Regions from separate parts of the Mus musculus genome. Here region 2 is linked to region 1. Evidence: chromatin contacts called from public promoter capture Hi-C data. All regions are on one chromosome and are shown on one strand. The core of a region is the stretch at or near the end of the contact, and the rest is flanking DNA. Distances in the headings are between cores, read along the strand shown.

Region 1 (7,769 bases), core at 1,868-4,367:
TCATGGTAGCTTTTTATTCTTTTTTAAAAAATTAGTGGGTACTGAAAATTAAATAGGGAAACATGCAATAATATGAATCCCATCAAATATTTTTACAGAAAAAGTATCTGCTTAGGTTAATATGGGCCAACATGAGAGTATGCTTTGGTCATCAATTATACATGCTGGGATATATCCCAAAGGAATTAGTAAGGGTGTGCACATTTCAGTATTCAAAATACAGTCATGTTAATTATAAAATAAATATTTTAAGCTTACATTTATAGTGATTGCTGGTAGAAGAGCATACATTGTACATGCTACAGATAAAGCAAAGATGGAGCTGAAGATAAGTACTGAGATCAAAATTGTCCACTAAGTCTTTTCAAACGAAATAGTTAAGAAATCAAATAGGCACAAGATTTTCATTTTAATATATATTTGTACATAGTTAAATATATACCACAGTCATAAACAGACATCATTTGGGGGTGATTTTTTAACTTCTTGCTCAAATATAGTTTGATTTTTCTCCTGGGTAGACTGGTTTGGAAAATTATTCTAAAGGTTTGGGAAGCACCATCCTCTGGTAGGTGCTTCTTCATGAAGAAAAAAGGAGAAGATATAGGGAAACACATAGGTTTCATTTTACCAAACTTCTAGAATTCCCATGGAAGTCAAATGTACAACTTGCCTGGTCTGGGGAAGATTTGGAGGAACAGTAATTTTTATTTTTATTTTTACCTGTTTTTAGTTTGTAGTACAGATGTGACTGCATCCAATACTGACACATTGTTCCTCTGGCCCACAGTCCCAGTCACCACGGCAGAGCTCAGCACAGGTGCCTATGTCAGAAAAGATCAGTTGAAAGCAGGCATGGTGGAATAAACCTTTAATCCTGGACTCCTAGGCTAAGGCAGGCAGATCATCAGCTAAAGGTCAAGCTGAATTACTTGATGAGTTTATCCTCTCAAGGACAGACAAATAGACTAATGAAAACCTCCATGCTTTAGATTCAAGTGCTGAGGACGACAGTCCTCGATTAAGGAGTACATTTCACCAGTTCCTTTTAACTGAAGTCATAATACCATTTGTAAAGTGTTACTGTCTATTTCTGTTAAAACAAGGCACACACATAATCTCATTAAAGAAAGCCTACTTTAGAGACATGGATAGAGGGATTGCATCTGTGGAAAGAAAGGAGGAAGGTTGCTTAAATGAAATCATTTCCCCCCACATGACAGTCCATGGAGCAGAGAAGGGCATATTCAGACTTGCTGGTTACCTTACAGTCACTCTGTGCGGTTAGTCTCCCTAGCTCTGTTTTATAGCCCTAAGTGTTTCTGGTGCTGTTGTTGCTTTGTGGTGAGAAAGCTGAAGATCTCTTGTCCCTAATCACAGTCGTTGGAGCAATCATTAAATATTTATGGTATTTTGCTGTATATGAAGCATTTAGGAAGGACATGGATGTAAAAAGGGCCTCTTAGAGCCTTCCAATGCAAGTAAGACTTATGTCTAAGGTACTGGAGACAGAGCAGTGTTTCACAAGTGTCCTGCAAGGTAGTTCTAGAAGACTCAAAGGGCTCAGAGGAGATAAAACATTATTTGTTGTTCGTCAGAAAAAGTAAGCCTTGGAGTACAGGGATATTGTCAAGAAAGAGTAGTGGGGGAAAGCAGGAGGGGTGCTGTGTGGAAAGATGCAAAAAGTCACAAGGGGAAATGTAGTAGGGTGGAACTTTGGGGAGGTCCGTGTGTGACCTGGGACACAGGACCTACAGAGGCACTCCCAGGACCAGAGACTGACTCTTCAAGTCCTACCCCTTAGACATATTATCTGCCACTCCCAGTTCCCCTGGAATAGGAGGAGTCAGGAGGATTGGCAAGTAGAGGTCTGGGCGAGTTTGGGAACAGGAGAAATAAATGTTGCAAAGGGCAAGCAGGCCATCAGGACCTGTGGATTTGGGATTTCACTTAATAAACTGAGAGAAGGTCATTTGGGAGGATTATCTGCTGCAAAGGCATAGACAGAACCAGGATCCAACTAGTAAGCACATCCAAGAAGGAAGAGGGGGTGGAGAGGGCTTCTGGGAAGCTTTTGCAATGGCAGGGCTGTGGAGTAATCAGGGATGGACACAGTGAGGCAACAGAGGGCAAAGGACGGAAGAGATGCAAACTGTTTCAAAAACAGGTAGTTGATGGAGTGAAGACGAGAGGCTAAACTCTATCTAAAGACATTTAGGGGCAAGCATTCAGTCCAAGATAATCCAGGGCTGGCTGGCTGTAGGATAGGGGTTGTGGGGTAGGGGTGGGCAGACAGCATCAGTCTGCAAAGGCGAGACTTTATTACAGAGGAGAGTGTGTCAGGAGTTTGATGAGGCTGTGGTCACAAAAGGGCTAAGGGAAGAATGGGCAGAGGATTAAGAGTAGTCCTTTGAGGCCAAATAAGATGGGGTGGATTGTGCTTGTAATCCCAGCATAGCAAGATGAAGCAGGAAGATTGCCATGTTGTTGAGGTCAGCCTGGGTTACACAGTCAGTTCCTGGCCAGCTTGGGCAAACATACAAACAAACAACAATGAAAACCCACGGCAACAAAACCCTTTCTGAGAATAATATTGGTAAAGAAGATTGAGATTGACCTGTGTCTAGCATAATTACAAGAATATTTTCTGTAGACAGGTCAAGGTAGACGCCAGTAGAGAAGGAGACGTCTGGGAGAGGGAGCTTGGCTGAGGAGCAAGCAGGAGGGGGGTCCAGTCAGGTGACCCAGGGAATGGAGAGAGGGAAAGCAGAAGAGGGATTCTGTTCTGGGGAATTCAGAGGTGACCATCAAGGAGGATCCTAAAGAGAACTCTTTCCTCCAGTTTCTCCCTCCTTCCTGCACACACTGGTTCTGGATGTCTTCTCACCCCTCACTTGAGGAAGAATAGTGCAACCGTGTTTGCCCAGACGTACCTAAAAGCTGCAGAGGTCTCACTGCAGCCTGCAGCTCCTGTACCTCTAGGCTGAGGGTGATGAGGGACACCAACAGAAGGAAGGCTCCTAGCTTCATGCTGCTGCTGAAGGATGTTAGCCAATACGCAGCAGGGCCAAGAGCTGCCAGAATTTAAACCTCTTCACCCACTGAGCTAGGCAGCAAGGCTAGGGGCGGGCCTGCACACCACAGAAGCCAAAGCCCCGCCTGGAAACCAGCATTGCCAGGGACACACACTATGTATGTCCTGGGTAGTGCCATCTTACTCAAGCCAAGCTCCGTGCCACAGAACACCCTCTGTTCCACAGATAGTCCTCCTAAAGTTGGAAAGCTGGGGTGGTAAGGGACTCTCGTTCCTTTTCAATGAAGTATTAGAGATCTACTCTGGGCCAGGAATGAGCTGTGATAAGGAATGTGTCCTCAGGGAATGACAATCCAGGAGCTGGGTGTCAGCTAGGACACCATCTGCTTTTGTACTTCTCTCTCCTTGCTCTAGGACAGTTGTTCCTGTAACTGAGGGCAGGGAGAGACCGTGGGAGAGCCAGTGGGGTGCGGCCACCTGTTGAGGAGACAGTAAGCCAGCGTCGTTCCCTCTGCCTTGATGCCATCATCTCTGCTGTTTGGAGCCTTCATTTTGGGGAACCCCAGCTGTCAATATCTACATCAAACCCTCCCAGGATGCCTCTCAGGCTGCACCACTGCTGTGCGACTTGGAGAGTGAGTGGGGTGAGAGTGACAACTAGCCCAGGTGTGAGCTTTCACTTCTTCCTTCTTGTAGACACGCCTGCTAATCCAGATGAGTGATTTGTAACTCAGACCATCTGTGGTTTGGGTGCCAGGGGAGATACCCTCTTCTTTCCCTGGTGGTGGGGGAGGAGCACACACAATGTGTCAATTTGATACAAGCTAGAGTTCCCAGAGAGAAAGGAGCCTCAGTGAAGAAGAGGCCTCTATGAGATCCAGCTCTAAGGCATTTTCTCAATTAGTGATCAATGGGAGAGGGCCCAGCCCATTGTGGGTGGTGCCATCCCTGGGCTGGTGGTGGTCCTAGCATCTCTAAGAAAGCAGACTGAGCAAGCCAGTAATCAGTTTCCTTCCATGGTTCTTGCCTCCAGGTTCCAGCCCTGCTTGAGTTCCTGTCCTGACTTCTTCCAATGATCTGGCAGTGTAAGCCAAAAAGCCCCTTTCCTCCCCAACTGGCTTTCTGGTCATGGTGTTTCATTGCAGTCATAGAAACCCTAAGTAAGACAAATACTGTAACTCATAAAATACCTTAACATGAAATGAGCTGGAAGCAGGGGGTAAGAGGGAGAGGGAGAAGTCACAGGATCAGTTTGTTGTGCCTTTGTAGGTGTCTGGGAAAATGGTTTATTTCAACAGTAGAGGGCAGGGGCCCTAAGTTTAATTCCTAGGAACACACACGCACACACGCACACGCACACGCACACGAGGGGAGAGAGGGAGGAAGAGAGGACTATCATTTCACAAGGACTATGGTTCCTAATTCTGGAGCTACAGGAAGAGTCTCTTCCTTTCATTTGTCACAGATCTTACATGCCACAAGCTGGAGGTCCTCTGACAAACAACTGATGCCATACACTGCTAGCTCTCTCAAGGGGGTTAGAAGACAGAGTTATGGGCCGTGCAGAAAGTATTTTTGCAAGCTGCTTTAACTCCACTCTGCCTAGCCCACTGGTGTACAATTTCTGCAATAGTCCAAAATCTGGTATATTACTGACTTCTCGTCACTGTGATAAAATACCTGGCTAATGTAACTGGAAGGAGGAAGGATTTTTTCTGGCTCCGCCCGGTTCACTATTTGAGGGTGTTGTCATCACGGTGGGGAAGGCATAGCAATCTATGCAGCTAGGACGTCTCACAGCTTTGCAGACGAGAAGAGGGAAAGAGAGACAGAGATAGTGAGACATGAAGTGATCCGAAGAAAAACAGAGACCAGAGAGACAGACAGATGGAGAGAGACACACAGAGAGAAACAAACGGAGAGGCACACACAGAGAACAGGTCCTAAGTCTTCCATCCCATTCCTAGTACCCTACTTCCCTCAAACAAGCTCTAGCTCCTCAAGTTTCTGAAGCCTCCCCAGACAGCACCCCCTACTAGGGACCAAGTATTCAAGCATCCAAGCCCATGGTGGGGACATGCTATGCTTGAACCATAACAACTAATAAAGACTTTTTAGAGATCTTAAGCACTGAAGGGGGTACACAGTGTGTTTTCATGTAATTCCATATTTTCACAATACTGAGACTGGAAATAAAACCATTTCTGAAGTTACACAAAGGTCAAAGGTGTATGGAGATCATTCTCATCTCTCTTCAGATAGCCTTAATTCTGAGTTTACTTTTGATGCCCTAAGCATGCGCTTTATTGGGTCCTGAGAGATATTCAGAGATGAGTGGGGACTTGTGAGTTTGAGGGAAACATTCCATCCTGCCCCCTCATGTCTTCTCTTGGGCCCCACTTGTCTCCACCATCCAGGCACTCCCGTCCGCTCTGCTTCATTCATGATGCTGAGTACAGTAACCTTTAAGCTGTCTGGCTCAAGCTCTGCCTGGAACACGGAATTCCCTTTCCGTTCTTCTGTGAATGTGGGCATTCTTGTCTGTCAGAAGTCAAGTCCTCTATCAGCCATCCTAGCTTAAACTTCATCTCTGAAACTTTTCCAGGCCCAAACCCTGGGAGAGTAACTTGGTCTTCAGACTGTCATAGTCCATAATGAGCTCTGTTAGCACATAGTACTTAATTACTGCTGCCTTACATTTCTCTCCTGGGAGGATTTGATAGCGAGGAGGGGTTTGTTTGTAATGCCCCATGTGGGTGTTTATTGTTCTCAGTGACTCTAGGGAGTGATGGTGTAGATTTTTCTAGCCACATGATGATGGGGGAGAGAGAAGATTGAGAACGGGAGAGGTTGAGGGGAGGACAAGATGCTGGGGTGGACCTACCTAGATCTCATACTGAGTTCTTGAAGCTGCTAGACCGGGTATTCAATAAAGGTACACACCTTAAGATGACAGCATTGGAGCTCAATAAATCAATAAATCAATCAATAAAGGTACACACCTTAAGATGACAGCATTGGAGCTCAATAAATCTCCACTGGAATCCCACCGTGTACCACTGAACATGTGACTGTAGGTAGAGAAGAATTCATTTTAGTCAATAAAGAACCATGCTCATTTTGAACCCAGTTTATGCATCTGCTGGAGTGTGCCAGAGCTGGTGTTCAGTGCAGAGGTTATGGAGGCAACAGGTATGGGGCTTATTCTTAAAGAGCTTCCACTTTAAAGGGGGAAGCTAGAGAGGAACAAAGAGCCCACAGAAATCCCGCTGGCTGAGAACCAGAGTCTCAACTTGCCACAGGCTTGAGTCATTTTGGAAGAGGGGACCTCAGTTGAGAAACAGCAGTTGAGAAAATGTCCCTACCCAGATTGGCCTGTGGACAAGTCAGTAGGACATTTTAAAAGTTAGTGACTGGTGTGGGAAGGCCCAACCTATGGTGGGTGGTCCTACGCCTGGGCTGGTGGTCCTACGTGCTGTAGGAAAGCAGGCTGAGCAAGCCATGAGGTACAAGCCAGTAAGCAGCACCTCTCCATGGCTCCTCCATCAGCTCCTGCCTCCATACCCCTGCAAAACTTCCTTCAGCAATGGAGTATGACCTGAGATTTGTAAGCTGAAATAAACCCCCTTTCTCCCCCCAAGTTATTTATGGTCATGGTGTTTCATCACAGCAACAGAAACCCCGACTAAGACAGATAGTGCTTTGTTTACATAAATAAAAAGTAGAAACCAAAAGTCACCTTGCTTGCCCAGGACTACCAAGGGTGACTCCATTTGCATTTTGCACGGGTGACCGTGTTCTCCACCAGCTCTCAGCTCTCAGTGCACACGTGCCCTGGCCAGATTTAACTTGTGCCAGATTATTTTATGCTGCCAATTAAATAGAGTGTCTAGTGCCTCAAGAAATTTAATTTCCTCTTGTGTAGACCGAGAGGCCAGCAGGACTGGTACTTGAGTAGAAGCACGCTGCAGGCATGAGCCAAGGGAGCGAGTGTTCACCTTCCTTCTCTGAGAGCTGGCCTTACTGCAGGCTGAGCTCTTGGGCAGCTTGTTGCAGACACTCCTGTGTTTAATGCTCCAGCAGGCATGCAGGTGGTTTACAGTTACAATGTTGATTGCCCCAAAGGAGAATTCGTATGGGATGTGGCAGAGCCATCTCTGCTTCACTGCCACTTCAGCTCTGCCTTTCACTCTCCGCTGACCCCCATCCTCTGTCTTGAACCATGTGAGGGAGAGAGTGATCACCAGGATACCAAAGGGGAGAATTTGAGCCCTGTGGTGTCAGCCAGACATAATAGTACAGGCGAAGCCTGTGAGCTACACAGAGAAACACTGTGTTCAAAAAATGAGAGAGAGAGAGAGGGAGGGAGAGAGAGAGAGAGAAAGAGAGAGAGAGAGATTGATTTGCACTCATGTCTCTGTCCTGTACTATCCCTTTCTGTCCATCTCTTTGTCTAAATATGCTCTCTTCTGACTCACCCTGAAGTTCTTTTCTGTGGTTCAGTCAAAGAGCTGGCTTTACCTGAGTAAACACCCCTACATGGAAGAATTCCTTAGGTTGCCAATGCCAGTTCTGGGCTGCTAGCCCTGCTGCACTGACAGGGGTCTTCCTGTATTGGGTATATGAGATGAAAAAGATAGTACAGTATGTATGTATTCATACTCTTGGTACAGCACCCTTTAAACCATCAGCATTCAGTACTGTGAAGGTTTACAAAAGGCATTCCTGTTAGCTC
Region 2 (7,769 bases), core at 2,529-5,028, 400 kb before region 1:
CCCTCACATACACTCACATGCACACATACAAACACACTCACTTGTACACACTCTCTCTCTCTCTCTCTCTCTCTCTCTCTCACACACACACACACACACACACACACACACACACACACCTGCATAGTCCAGCATGACACAGGTGCTGCTATTTTTTCAAGAATATAATGTTCTATAGGTGGAACAACAATATGAACTAATCAGTACCACCCCCCACCCCCAGCTCGTGTCTCTAGCTGCATATGTATCAGAAGATGGCCTAGTCGGTCTTGCAAACACTATATGCCTCAGTACAGGGGAATGCCAGGGCCAAGAAGTGGGAGTGGTGGGGGGAGTGGGGGGAGGGTATGGGGGGGACTTTTGGGATAGCATTGGAAATGTAAATGAAGAAAATACCTAATAAAAAAATGACCTTAAAAAAAAATAGAATATTCTTTTCAAGCCCAGAATAGTGACAAGTACCCCATCCCCCAACCTAGTGACAGACTTTTCTTATCTCGGTACTCAAACATGTGAATGCACTTGTCGCCTTGGGGCAAGATTAGCATGTTCTAAGCTTATGAGCATGGGTGTTTTGCCTGAATATATGTATGTTCATTCCTGGTGCCTGTGGAGGCCAGAAGAGGTCTAAGATTCACTCAGGACTTTATCCACTCCCCACAGGTGTGGTAGCACACACCATATTCCCAGCACTTGGGAGATGGAGGCAGGAGGATCAAGAGCTCAAGGCAGCCGGATGTGGTGGCACACGCCTTTAATCCCAGCACTTGGGAGGCAGAGGCAGGCGGATTTCTGAGTTCAAGGCCAGCCTGGTCTACAAAGTGAATTCCAGGACAGCCAGAGCTATACAGAGAAACCGTCTCAAAAAAAGAAAAAGAAAAACAAACAAACAAACAAACAAAAAAAGAGTTCAAGGCATGCTCCACTACATAGTGAGGTAGCTTGATATATAAGAGATCCTGTCTCAAACTTAAACATTCACTCAGGCCCCAGATCTCTGTCTAAATCCCTACCTCGTTAAAACATAATGAGATTCGTTGGGTTTGATTCAAGGAATGAACTAGAATTCCTGTGTATTTGGGATCCAAAGTAGCTGGACATACAGGGCCTTTTCCATTCAAGAAAATGTGGTAAGGAAGGAGTGAAGATGGGCACCCAGCTAGTGATTTTTAGGTGCTAAGCTCATAAGCACGGTGTTCACATAGTCACTGAACAACCATTGGCAGCAAAGAGGCAAACTCAGGTGTCCTTGATTTGTGTGTGTGTGTGTGTGGGGGGGTTCTCCTCAGCCATCCCTTGTTGATGATTTAGGTCATTCACACCCTTATTCATGTGTCCCTTCGACCTCCAGGTGAAACACAATGTTCCTAACTCTTCAGACTCAAAGAAAACGACAGACATCGCTATAATCTACCAGACATACTTCTGAGCTGTGCTTCACCTGACTCTGAACACAAGCACTGTCTTCTAGACCACCATCTCCTCAGTGTGAGTCAATACGGGATGACGCTTGAAGCTCTCACACTTAAATCTTCACGGGGACATTGTAATCCAACGGTATGCCAGGACAGGTAAAGGCGAAGCCTGGGGTGAGCAGAGCTACATCCATGCCTCTGCAACTGGCACGGCCATGTGCCTCTGCAATTCACTTTGCACATTCATAAACATTCATAAACCTTTCCATCCCAGAAAATGAAGATAAAGTCCTTGCCTCCAAGTGTTATGAATGGCCCTTGCTGCTTTCTCGGAGGAGAGACGAACACAGCCTCCCAAGGCCTGGAGCTGACAGCACGGCACACATCCCAGTTCCTCTTGGCCTCCCAGCTCTCCTCATGCTCATGCTGTCATCCACCTTCCATGGGGCACCTCCTCTCCCAGGGCTTATGACTTACGATTTAGCCTCTGTCACTACACACAGTTATCAACAACCTGGTGAAGGGAACCCAGCCTTAGGCATCCCAAGGCCCTTCTTTTTTTTTTTTTTTTTTTTTTTTTTTTTTTTTTTTGGTTTTTCAAGACTGGGTTTCTCTGTATAGCCCTGGCTGTCCTGGAACTCACTTTGTAGACCAGTCTGGCCTTGAACTCAGAAATCTGCCTGCCTCTGCCTCCCAAGTGCTGGGATTAAAGGCATGCGCCACCATGCCTGGCCCCCAAGGCCCTTCTTAATAAGTCATTCCTAAAGAGTTTCAGGACAGCAGAAATATAGCTTCACATGAAATCTGAAGGTTCAGGATTCCTAAAGTAGGTCTGATATTATGCTTTGTTTTCCTTTTTTTTTCTTTTGTGCTGTGAGCTGAACTTTCAACTCTCTTGCTTCAGCCTCCAAGAGGAGCTGGCAATACAAGTGTGCACCAGAAAGCCTGGCTGTGCCTTATTTAATTTTTAATTTTGTGAGACAAGATTTTATGATGTAGCTCAGGCTGGCCTCCAACTTGCTATGTACCTGAGGATCACCTTGAACTCCCGACCTTCCCACCTCCTGGCTGGGCATTATTTTACCAGTGAGCTGCATATGGTTTTGATAAAGGCTCTAGAACAAAATGATTGCGATGATGAGCCCTCTCACAAGGGCATAGCTATAAACAAAGTCTGACCTGCTAATCAAGAGTTCCGAGAGGGTTAGAAAGTCATGGCACATACCTTTAATTCAAACACTCAGGAGGCAGAGACAGGCAGATCTCTGAATTCATGGCCAGCTTGGTCTACAGAGTGAGTTCCAGGACAGCCAGGGCTACACAGAGAAACCCTGTTTCGTAAAATAAAACAAAAACATTGAGTTCAGTGGAAAAGAGAGCCAGGGCCTGAAGCAACTGAAGCAGTGGATGGGGCCGTCCTGCTGCTTTCCCTGTGATTGTGAAACCTTTCCAGTTGTCATGTATATGTGTACACACACGCACACATACATGCACACACACACTCCCAGATAACCTTCAGCTCATGATCCTCCTGTCTCCCACTTTTAGGCACTTGCATTACAGGCATGGCACGTGTCACCAAGTCTGGCAAGTGATTCTGTTTTCTTAGTTCTCAAGAAGAAACCAGAGACAAAGTCTAGCCTTCCTCCTTCCACTTTAAGTACTGTTCCCAACAGGATTCTTGAAAGTGTACTACCTAAGCAGGGAACAAGCTGAGCCAAGAGGAAAGGACAGATACAAGGCAATTGTGAGTCAAAGCTTCCTGGAAGAGCAGAAGAACCTCTCAAATTCCACAGAACTTTCAGGGCACAGCAGACAGGGGACACTAGACCATGCGTGGCCTTGGATATGTGAGTGGATCGTGTGTACCCGACTAGTGGCTCAACACCTCACGTTTACTCTGATACCCATTACTTTGCTTGGCCCTATATTTGAGAAGAAACAAAAAAAAAAAGCCTGCTCTTTCCCCAGTCTAGGAGGGGAGGCCATTAAAAAGACTCAATCTGATTCTAGGATTAATGCCAGCATTCATCCCTTCCGTCACCAACAGAATGTTCCCTAACCCGGAAACGTGAGATTTCCTAGAAGATGAGAGCCATGCTGGGTGCTCATCAGTTCTGCTCTTCTGTGAGAGTGAGACCTGGGTGACACCTGTACTGACTTGCTTCGTGGAAATTGACACGATCCAAACTGTGCATTCTGCTTGTGGGCAGTTGTCTTGGCAACAGCAAAGACTCTTCCAAGCATTTTTCCCACTCCCTAATCTGCTAGCCACTTTGAATCCCTCCCCTAGCAGAGGGAGGATTTGGAAACTAGGAGCTGAGGAGAGCAGAGGAGAAGAGGGCACTCCTGTGTGGACTTTGCAATGTGGACTTCAGTCTGCAGATTGCCCAGAGTCACACACAAATGCTCCGGTCATCATTGTAGACACACTCAATGCAACTGCCAGCAAGTCCTCTGCAAAGTGCCAAACTCCTGATGCAAATGGTTTCTCATTAAAGTATCTCATCAAAGTGTTTTTCTGATTACTAAAGTACATTCCCACTATTGAAATTTACACAAAATAATGAAGACTGTAAAGGAATAGAAGAATAGAAGTTACATTTAATCCCTCCTCCCACAGGTAACCAGTAACACTGATAGTTCTTTTATGGGCATTACAAATAGATGTGTATATGGTGAGAGACATATATTGCATAGCATGACACTCTCCATACCACTTTTAACCTGATGTCCCTTTTTCCCACTAGTACATTAGCACCATATTTCCAACTGGCACACTAATTATTTTGTGTGTATTTTCAGTCTCAAAGGGAGCTAGAAGCCTTTCTTTCTGAAGGGTTGGTGTGACCCTGATACCCTTTGCTTTGTTTTGCATTGCTCAATAAGGTCTTGTGCAGTCTAGCTCGCTGTAACTTCACAATGTGGTCGTCGACGGTGATCTTGAACTTCGGATTTCTCTCTCTCTAGCTCCTAAGACTGGGCTTGCAAGTCTGCACCACTCCACCTGGCTATATCCCAATTCAGTACTTTTCCCCCCTCTCACTCAGTAGCCCAGGCTGCTCTGAACTTACTATGTAGGACTGTAATTATCCTCCTGCCTCAGCTTTCCAAGTGCTGAGAATACACGTGTGAACCACCCGCTCAGCTTCTCAATACTTTTTTTGAGTCCAAAGATTAAGGCAAATTCTTACTTGGTGCAAACAAGACACATTTAAAAAACCTCTACTTTGAACTTTTGAAGCTATTGCCTAATGGCATTGAGTAAATGGCTGTATTTGTGGGATGTTAGAAGGATTGCTTGAGAGCCAGGTGCTATGGCTCAGGAATGATTCTAGCACTAGACAGCCGAGGCAGGAAGACTGCCAGGAATTCCTCCTGGCCAGCACGGACTACATAGTGAGTTCTCTGCCAATCTCGGCTACTTAGTGAGACCCTGTTTCAAAAGACAATTCCTTTCAGAAAAGTAATGGTATGCAAATAACCAGAAAGCAAAAGTGGGAACTATTTTAGAGAAAAAGGAGGTGGGGGTGTGTGTGGTAAGACTCAAGTATGAGATATACATATGAAAATGTCACAATGAAACCCAGTTTTTGTATGCTATGCAAAATAGAAAAGGGGCTACAAGAAAGATTTTTTCTTAAAAAGTGTTATTTTGTTAAACATAAATACAAAATATAAATATATAAAGGGCTAGAGAACTGTTCCTATTCCAGAGGAACTGAGTCTGGTTCTTAGCACCTATACCAGGCAACTCATAGGCGCCACCTGTAACTGTCATTCCAAGAGACCTGACACCCTCTTCTGGCTTCCACAGGTACCTACCTACATGCATGTGGAATTTATTTGTACACACCCACATACATGTACATTAAAATAACAAAAATAAATCTAAAATATTGTCAACCCAAAATATGTAGCAAATATATAGCCGTTTCTTCATTTTCAGATTTATTTATTGTGCATCCATGTTTTATCTTCATGTATGAATATGCACTATGTATGTCTGTTGCCTGTGGTTATAAGCTGACATGAGGGGCTGAGAACTCAACGTGGGTCCTCAACAAAAACAATGAGTTCTCTCTAGTGCTGAGTCACCTCTCCAGTCTCCATTTCTTAATTTTTAAAAAATGATTTATTGATTTTTATGTATATGAGTACATTATAGCTAGCTGTCTTCAGACACACCAGAAAAGGGCATCAGATCCCATTACAGATGGTTGTGAGCCACCATGTGGTTGCTGGGAATTGAACTCAGGACCTCTGGAAGAGCAGTCAGTGCTCTTAACTGCTGAGCCATCTCTCCAGCTCACTATTTCTTAATTTTTAAGCTATACCTGTGACTGAATCAAAACTAACCAAGCTGGTTGTGGTGGCACATGCTGTAATGCCACTACTCAGACAGCTGAGGCAGGAGGCTTTCCATGAATTTGAAGCCAACCTGGACTACAAATGAGTCCTGACTAGCTGTGTTACATAAAGAGTTTTGTCTTAAACAAATAAAAATAAAGCAAAAAACTGATGTAGGATTCTGGATATCTGGAATTTCTGAGCAAGCATTAACCTTCCTCCTTTCCTGACCCCCAAAGTTATGCAGGGGTGGGCGTAGGGGCAGTAGTGGCCCTCACTGCTCACTAACCCCACTTTTCATGCTCTTTAAACGCTACGCAACAGATTCTGATCTAAAGTATTTCCCCAGTGTTTATAATGAGCTATTTTCCAAGAACAGTTCCTTAGGATAAGGAGCCATAAACCCTTTACTTATCGACATATTTGCCTAGGACAGGTTAAGAGTCTATGTGCCCCCTCCCTCCCACTCTCACGCTTTGAGAAAGGGTCTCTCTATGTAGTTATGGTTGGCCTGAAAATATCATTATGTAGACCAGACTGGCTATGAGTTCATAGAGATCCACCTGCCTCGCCTCGCCTCCCCTCGCCTCTCCTCTCCTCCCCTCCCCTCGCCTCCCCTCCCCCCCCCTCCTCCTCTTCTTCTTCTTCTTCTTCTTCTTCTTCTTCTTCTTCTTCTTCTTCTTCTTCTTCTTCTTCTTCTTCTCTCTCTCTCTCTCTCTCCCTCTCTCCTTCTCCTCCTCCTCCTCCTCCTCCTTCTTCTTTTTCTTCTCTCTCTCTCTCTCTCTCTCTCTCCCTCCCTCCATCCCTCTCTCTCTCTCTCTCTCTCTCTCTCTCTCTCTCTCTCTCTCTCTCTCTCGTGCTGGGATTACATATGCCACCACACCCAACAAATTCATCTCTCAATTAATATTCACTCATTGTTATTTTTAGTGTGTATGCACACATGCATGTGTGCCTGTGTGTGGAGATAGAAGGACAATCTTGGATGTTATCTTTAGGAATTCTATCCACCTCTTTTGAGACATGAAATTCTCATCAGCCTGGAGCTTACTAATGGGCCAGGCTGGCTGGCTGGGGAGTCCCAGGGATCCTCCTGTCTCTAAAGCACTGAGATGACATGCTTACACTATCACACCCATTTTTTTTTACATGAGTCCTGGGATCAAACTCAGATTCTCATGCTTTCAGTGTGCTTTACAGACTGAGTGATCCCTCCGTCAAGATCTTGTTGGTAGTTTTGAGACCCAGACTTATACAGTTGAGGGTGACTTTGAACTCCCCAGCTTCTTACCTCCAGTGCTGAGATTATAAGTGTGCCCACCAGTTTACATCATGCTAAAGACTGATGGTCACTCTACCAACTAAGCTTCAACCCCAGGTTTTGTTTTTGCTTTTGTCTGTCTGTCTGTCTGTCTGTCTGTCTGTCTGTCTGTTTTTAGGACAGTCTCCCTAGCCCAGACTAGCTGAATTCATAGATGCAGCCCAGCCTGGCCTAGAAGTCATAATTGGTATTCCTGCCTCAGCCTCCCAAGTACTGGGATTAAAGGCAAGAGTTAATAAGTTAATTTTATAGTCTTCTCTCTTGCATTTCTATATCTCTTGTTACTTCTCTCTTCTTCTGTTTTTTTTTTTTTTTTTTTTTTTTGGGTTTATGAGACAGGGTTTCTCTGTATAGCCATGACTGTCCTGGAACTCATTTTGTAGACCAGGCTGGCCTTGAACTCAGAAATCCGCCTGCCTCTGCCTCCCGAGTGCTGGGATTAAAGGCGTGCGCCACCACGCCTGGCTGGTATGTATTTTTTTTTAAGATTTATTTGTACAACTTTTTATTTATGTGTGTATGTTTGTGTGTGTGTGTGTGCATGCACGTGCACACCTAGAAAAGCCAGGAATGGGTGGTTGTCAGAATCTGAACTTGGTCTTTTGAAAAAGCAGCAAGTGCTCTTAACTACTGAGCCATTGTCTCTCTAAGCCCTTTTCCTATATATATTTTTAAGACAATAT

The links. Promoter capture Hi-C pulls out the DNA fragments that hold promoters and counts their contacts.
Region 2: a contact with region 1 is called in a promoter capture Hi-C map of liver, with 2.4 times the contacts expected there. The contact joins the enhancer-like site here to the promoter of Wfdc21 in region 1. A contact is called at or near these places in 4 of 39 promoter capture datasets (the 3T3-L1 cell line, liver and pre-B cells), 1 of 484 Hi-C or Micro-C datasets (B cells), 2 of 115 datasets of contacts at active chromatin or transcription factors (bone marrow-derived macrophages and embryonic stem cells) and 2 of 9 other capture datasets (adipose tissue and liver).

Annotation. Positions count from the first base shown.
Region 1 is chr11:83,742,288-83,750,056 of GRCm38.p6, reverse strand. Wfdc21 (WAP four-disulfide core domain 21) reads right to left here and starts at 3,117. Exons shown (of 3, transcript NM_183249.2): 1 at 2,934-3,117; 2 at 724-824. The coding sequence starts at 3,030. The coding sequence ends at 730.
Region 2 is chr11:84,142,285-84,150,053 of GRCm38.p6, reverse strand. Gm11437 (predicted gene 11437) reads left to right here. Exons shown (of 7, transcript NM_001037932.2): 7 at 1,352-1,693. The coding sequence ends at 1,429. It also overlaps a transcript of Acaca not described here. Among named protein-coding and RNA genes, the nearest start is that of Tada2a, 17 kb to the right of the region's middle. Within about 2 kb of position 3,778, at least 18 of the 459 cell types and tissues checked have an H3K27ac peak or open chromatin away from gene starts, as enhancers often do. A contact at or near this core is called in liver, where this site is marked.